Regions from separate parts of the Mus musculus genome. Here region 1 is linked to region 2. Evidence: chromatin contacts called from public Hi-C data. All regions are on one chromosome and are shown on one strand. The core of a region is the stretch at or near the end of the contact, and the rest is flanking DNA. Distances in the headings are between cores, read along the strand shown.

Region 1 (3,475 bases), core at 393-2,892, 170 kb before region 2:
GGTGATTCAAGATTTCATCTCTCAAACAAACAACCACCAACCAACACAAAAAACACTAAAACCAAAAGAAAACAAAACATGAATCCTCATATTTGCCACATGTATACTATGTACCCATTAATAAAATAATAATGAAGTCTTATCAAAAGTCATTTGCAGGTGCTGGAGGGAGACATCAGAAGGTAAAAATGTTTGCCGTACAAGCGTTAAGACGTGAGTTCGATCCCAGAACTCACATAAAAAGTTCTGGGGGAGAGATGGCATGCGTTTGTAATTCCAGAGCTGGAGAGCTGGAAATGGAAAAATCCCTTGGGCTCCCCACTCAGGCAAGTCTAGCCTCACTAGTGAGCTCCTGGCCAGTGAGAAATCCTATATTAACAGAGGCAGATGGATTCCTGAGGATGACGCAGGACATTGTCCCTTACCTCTCCCCACACACGAGTGAGTACACAAGTGTTCTCGCGTGCACTGGACCAGACACTCACATTTGTAGTAAAACAAAAGACAAGGCCCTCCACATGGTTTCCTGGCACACGTTTAAATGTGGGAGTCACTGTAGAGAAAAGTCAGCCTGTAACTTGAGTTACTAAGCTTTGCTCTAATATGTTTTTTTTCCTTCATTGGTTGCAAATGCGATCCAGTCCTCAGTCTTACAAACACGTATAATTCTGTTGAAGTTAGTATTCTGCTTATTTTCTCAAGGTGGTGTTTATTGGAATTTTAAACCCAGCCTCCTGGGCTAACTCTTTAAAGAGTGTGGAATTAACCCTCCTGAGTGAAGAATGCTGGGAAGACAAGGTCACAACTGTCCACCCCGGCTGGGGGTTCCACAGAAAGGGGACAGGTTTGGAGAGAGACAAAGGACCACTGCTCCTGCTGGCCTACAGACCCCAGCCCGGGGCCCATCAGTCCTCCACGAGGGAAGGACTGTTACCTCAGTGACATATTAACGGTCACTCTTTGAAGTGGATCTGACTGCCCCAGTTCACAGTCTAAATACCACGGGGAAAGGGTCACATTCACGCTGTGTCCGCACCTTGCGTTAGTAGGTGAGGACAGTCCTAACACACTCCAGGACACCTGTTTTGATGGGGCAGCCCTAAAACCGTAATCTGCCCAGATGTGCAGCAGTCTCCAGGCGTAACTAGCTGAGGACGGGGTGTCCTGCTTACTTTAAGAGCTCCCTCCATTGCCTGCTTTGTCAGGGCTGTCCTGTTCCTCACCCCACTGAGTCCTTTAAGATCAGTGTTTTCAAATCAAAGAAGCTTTTCTGTCTCCCAGGATAGTGTCTTGTAAAGCCAATCTCTTTATTACTTCCCCAGTTTAAGCCTTTATTACTTGCGATCCAAAGCCTGCTAGTGAATTATGCATTTCAGAGCTCCGGGTATCTTCTCAGCCCACTCTTCCTCTACCTTTTGGGGGGTCCAAAATAAAAACACAAACCCACCTCACGGTGAGCTTGAGGTGGGCGCCTTTCCATCCACAGCATTAATCCTTTTTTTTTTTTAAATCTGCTAACGGAAATATTTCCATTCCTCTCATTAATCAATTGAGATTTTCATTCCCTTGTTTTGTAAAAGCTGTTACAATAAATACTTTTTTTTTTTCACAAGGCGAAAATCCAAGAGATGGATGCAGCCAGCGTAATTAATTGCACCCGGTTACAGGAGATCAGCAAGTTTGTGAGATTCGCATGCTGCTCTGCCATATGGTTGCCCAGTAGGCGAAAAATTTGATTAATGTTTTGAAGTGGATTTTTTTCAGCAAATATTACGGCCCCAGATGAGGTGTTTTCCCCCCTCCTTCTCACTTTCTAGTATTGTTAGACTTAGCGGAAGGAACCGATCCTCTGATTTAAAAGCGTAATAACATTGTGATTCACCGAAACCTTAACAGGCAATCAAACTGACAGTCCTTCTGTCTCTCGTGAATACAGAAAAATAGTCCATTATGTCTTTGTTTGGTAATTAAGTGAAATGTGAGCATTGCCTTCTAGAACTTGATTCTTCCCCCAAATGAAATAATACACGCATTTCCGGCATGATTTATAAGTTGCGTATTTGCAAGGACTTTTAAAACTAAAAGCAAACAACAGAAGATAATAAAAAATAAAAATAGACCAGGGAAAAATGCCACCAATGAAACCATCCTGTTATTATTCGGTAGCTATCAAAGGAAAGCCAAATTTACCTGCAGTTGGCTGCCCTAAAGTATGTTACTTTCATGAGCGCTTCTGTTCTTATTTACTTATTTATTTATTTTTATTATGTTTGAAACTAGGACGGCCACGTATATCACTGGTCCATTTCACTACCAGGTTCCTGAACTCCATCACTTCCACATGGGGGTCATGCTCTGAGTTTTCTCCTGAGTGAGAACAAGGATTGATCCTTTATAATGCAATAGGACAGGATGTGGCCATCTGACTTTGGCATCCATTCAAAAAGGAGAAGGAGGAAGAGGAGGGAGGAGGAGAAGGAGGAAGAAGAAAAGAAAGAAAGGAAGAAAGAAAGAAGAAAGAAAAAGAATAGAGAGAAAGAAAGAGAGAGAAAGTGAGAGAAAAACATGCAATTTTAAAAACTATGTGGACTGGCTGGGAGTTCTTTAAATAAAATCAAACATGTCTCCACATGTTTGAGTGAGACTTGATGTCCCAGACTTCTCTGCTGGGGTTGTCAACGTTTCTCCTCTTCAAGGGTTTTCCTTTGCTTCTTGAAACAGTGTCTTACTCTGCATCCCCTGCTTACTTGAACTCACAGCAATTCCCCTGCTTCAGCCTCCAGAGCGCTGTGATCACAGGTGTCTTTAACTGGTTAAGCCCTGACTGTTGAGCTACCATCCAGCCTAAAGTCCCTGCCAGGGTCAGAGTCTGGATCTCTGACCTCTGACCAGGTGTGAGCCCATTTCTGAGTCTTTGAAGTCAAGCAGAAGTCTCCATCTTCTGTATCCACAAAGCACTGTAACTCCTTCTATCCCTCTGCCCTTTAGAGAGGCTGTTCACAGGGCACCTCTGTTGGACACAGTAGCAGTCTGCTGTCCCCCTGCAGGCATCCCTGGGCTCTTCACTCAGATGACCGTTTTTCCATTTAGTAACAGTAGCAATTTAAAGACTCTGAAGGTGCCTCCCTTCTCATGGCCTGCCAAGACACCGGAGCAGTCACAGGGGCAAGGACAGGACCACTTAAAATCCCCCCACAACACCCAGCTTTTGAAACTAGCTGAATCAAACCTTCAGGCAAAAAGGCTTCTTTTGGCATATATATATAGATACAGATAGATAGATAGATAGATAGATAGATAGATAGATAGATAGATTCTAGAGGACTGGGTGTTGGATCTGTTTTCTATTTTTTTTTTTTTAGAAAAAGTGGCTAAGGTCAGTGGAGTCACATTTACCTACAAAAGAATGAAGTGTTTGAGTCCTGGTTGGTTTTTAATAATGCCTGCAGGAAGGCATCCAAGCAGCCTGCTTTCT
Region 2 (3,518 bases), core at 987-3,486:
ACTGAACTCTTCCTATCTGCTTTTTTTTTTCTTTCTTTGAAACTTTTTTTCACACTGTAACAATTAGGTGTCTCTAAAATCTTGTGAGAAGTGCACGCATTTACTGTTTCTCCACCAGGGGGCACTGTGGTTCGGCTGCCCATTTAAACAGCCGGTCTTCTATCCGTTTACCAGAAAATACACAGAAGGAATCCTATCTGGACGCAAACAGATGTCAACTCTTTCTCCGCACTAGCAAGCGGTAGTGTTGTCAAGTTTGTTAAACTTAGCTCGCTGGAGATTAACATGCAATGTATAATGTGCATGTGCCTAACTGTATAATAAATAGTAAATCACATTTTTATGCTTTCTCTGAACTTGGAGGCTTGCAAGTTATTATTTTTTTATTCCCTGGGTGTGATGAAATAAATAACCTTAAAATACATTTTAAAGATGTCAGTCAGGGAGGGGAAAAAAGTGCTTGGCACCGGTATTTGATAGATTTCTTTTGTGATTAATTCTCTTGTTGAGTTTTAATGACTTTAAAGATGTAAAAGCTAGAAACTACAAAACTAGACATGGTTAATAAATAACCAGAATAGCAGGTGTGGAGAGACACATCTGTGGGAAACTGAAATAAAATGTATCTCTAGGTTGTATTTGGAAATAGCTCTTTGGGGGGGGGGGGAGGGAGTTTTAAAACAGTGAACAGCAAGGTTGCTTTTATTTTTTTCCAGAAAAATTCTTTCAGAGAGTGTTCTCTAAAACCCACACATGTACACTGAATTATTTTATGACCTAATGTTTATTAGCGAGATCCATGTCTTGAAACGCATATGTCTTCCTGGAATTTTTGGAAAGTATTCACAAACATCTTCTGGTATTTTTTTTTTCATGCCTCTTTACCCAGCTCCCTTTCCTGGCTCTAATGCAAAGTGCTTTGCTGATGAACTGCCTTTAACAGGCCCAGAGAGCTGGGCCATTCCAGAAAACAGAATTGTGTGGACTGTGTTTCAGTAATACTATCATTTTCCCCCCTTCCTTGGACACTCAGAATTTATGAACTATGACCCAGTTTATCCTGAGAAGCTCTCTGTGGATCCAGGAGGGTGGAAGAATGGATGCCGGTCTCCAGACAGCAAATATAAGGCCCTTCACAGGGCCTTTTGCCTTGTCCCAGATGTGTAAAGCTCCTGTCACCCTATTGGAAGGCTGGATCCAGCCCATTAGCTCCACCCCCACCCCTCACCCCTACCCTGTCACAGGCAGTGCTGGGGTATTGACTTTCCTAGAACATTTCAACTTGAGTTCTTAAGCCCAGCAGTTTATAAACCAAACACACATTAATTAATATGAATAATGACTTGGAAGAGTCACAGGCCCCCAGAAGAAGAATGTATAAATGGACATATTTGCACATATGCTTTTGTGTCCAAAAGGAGATAAATGGTGTGTTGAACACAATCCCGTCTCCTCCGTGAAGGGCTATTATTGTCCCCGTTTTTTTTTTTTTTTTTTTTTTTTTTTTCCGACTCCCCCAAGTACAATAGGCCAGGCACATTTCACACAAGGCAGCTTCCCGCCCCAATCTCCAGAACTTCAAAGTTAAAAGATCTTTAAAAATAAATAAATAAATAACCAACACAGGTCTTATTTTTGAAAGCTCTGGATTGTAAATGAAGTCTAATTATCTACCTTCCCCGTGGCTGGAGGGAGGAGGCAGACAGAATATTCTGCCCTTCTCTTTGTATTATTTCCTTCTAAATGAACACACTTGCCAAGTGTTCAAGGCGACTTCTGCCACTACTGCACCTTATCTAAGTAGCCTGCTTTCTAGAAGGAAGGCAGGCAGCATCCTGCCAGGCAGACCCTTGTCCAGTGACTTTCCTATCAGCCCTGTTCTGGATAAGAGCAGCATAAATAAGCTCACACACACACACACACACACACATACACACACACACACACACACACACACACACACACACACACACACACACACTCCTTTCCCTGGAAAATCATCTTCTCTTTTTAAGGATCTGGGATGGGGGGTTTAGCTCAGAAGCCAGTGAATGTGAGCATTAATATCCAAGCCCAGAGAATCACTGCCTGACAGTGTTGCCTGACAGTGGCTTGCCTAAAAAGAGCAGGCTTCTTTCTCATTCCTGCCTAGGGAAGTTGGCGGGTCCTGCGGTCAGCAACACCCTCCTTCCCAGTCCTGGACGTGCCTTCCAGATCTTGCTAGCACACACACACAGCATGTAGACTGAAGGCTGGAAGGCGCCCCAAACATTTGGCCAGGAAGAGGCAAACAATTCCAGCTGGCCCACGTGCTGCGCTTTAAAAATTACCCAGATGAACTGATTTTGTAAAGAGCGGGTGGAGGGGACTCCAGGGCTGGGGGGGGGGTGTGGAGGGGACTCCAGGGCTCTGGGGGGTGTGGGGGGGTGTGGGGGATCAGGGTGCCGATTCAGCCTCTACTTAGTCACAAGCAAGTCATGATTCTGAGACAGGCAAGGGTTGGCTCTGCAGAGCACATTGCCTTGGCTGAATGCAAGAGACAAGAGATGATCTGGTAGGAAGGTTTACCACCTTGGCCTGGCCCCTTCCAGACCCCTCACACCACAGGGTCTGCTTGAGGATGACGTTGGTTTGCCAAAGAGGTATGTCTTCGCCAACAGCTGCCTCCCAGAGCCAGAAACAAGAGGTTTCGAGTTTGGGTGGGGGGGGGGGGGGCAGGGCTTCTGTGGACGTGAAAAGGCTGCCTCAGAACTGTAAGGCATCTCTCCAAATGTGCTTGGACTCCCTGCTCTCTCGTTCCCCCACGGACGACTGACAGGCCGCATTCTCTTGGCCCCATGCCCAAGTGAGTTCTTGGCACACATCAACATTGTACATCGCTTTTGCTTCAGAGAAAAGTCGGCTCGGTGACTTAGCCGCTCTGTCGAGCCGGAAGTCTCGCTCCTGTGCTCCTAAAATTTCATATTAACCTGAGAAAGAGAAGAAGAAAAAAATGAAAGGGAATCTTTCACTCTTTTTTTATTTTACTCTGTCCAGTCCTCAGAGGTGGGCGCTCAGAATCTCCCCAGTCCTACCCACCTACTGGAATACCCTGTGACCGGCAAGGGACCGTGTGTCTCACTGCCACACCTGTCCAGTTCCAGCAATGTCACGTTCACCAGCTGGCTCCTGTTAGAAGGTTGAAGCTGATTAATTATAACTTACCAGAGGCCTGTTCTACAGTAAGACTCGGGCCCTGTCTGTTCTGTACCACTGTGGAACACACAGGAGAAGCAAGATTCTTCTAACGAAGACAAGGTGATCTCAGATGAAGAGGTCAGCCCAGATAGCATTGCTTGCTACCTGTCCACCCAACCATGAGCAAATGTGTAGGCTGGACCAGCCCGTGTTCTGATAGAAGAGAACACTAGCGATTTCTCTGTGTGCTGCTCTGTTTAAAGGAACAAGTAACGGTAATAATATCTGAATATAAATTAATTTTGAAAGGATTGGGGAGGTGGCTCAGCAGGTAAATTGTT

What was found. Hi-C and Micro-C count contacts between places; a contact is called where the count stands out from the background.
Region 1: a contact with region 2 is called in a Hi-C map of cerebellar granule neurons, with 2.7 times the contacts expected there. The contact joins two enhancer-like sites. A contact is called at or near these places in 9 of 484 Hi-C or Micro-C datasets (the N1E-115 cell line, brain, cerebellar granule neurons and 3 more) and 1 of 115 datasets of contacts at active chromatin or transcription factors (fibro-adipogenic progenitors).

What each region holds. Positions count from the first base shown.
Region 1 is chr8:114,598,684-114,602,158 of GRCm38.p6, forward strand. The region is part of intron 5 of Wwox (WW domain-containing oxidoreductase); the gene reads left to right. Among named protein-coding and RNA genes, the nearest start is that of Gm16116, 3.8 kb to the left of the region's middle. Within about 2 kb of position 1,643, at least 5 of the 459 cell types and tissues checked have an H3K27ac peak or open chromatin away from gene starts, as enhancers often do. A contact at or near this core is called in cerebellar granule neurons and cerebellum, where this site is marked.
Region 2 is chr8:114,771,450-114,774,967 of GRCm38.p6, forward strand. The region is part of intron 8 of Wwox (WW domain-containing oxidoreductase); the gene reads left to right. Among named protein-coding and RNA genes, the nearest start is that of Gm16118, 65 kb to the left of the region's middle. Within about 2 kb of position 2,237, at least 62 of the 459 cell types and tissues checked have an H3K27ac peak or open chromatin away from gene starts, as enhancers often do. A contact at or near this core is called in cerebellar granule neurons and cerebellum, where this site is marked.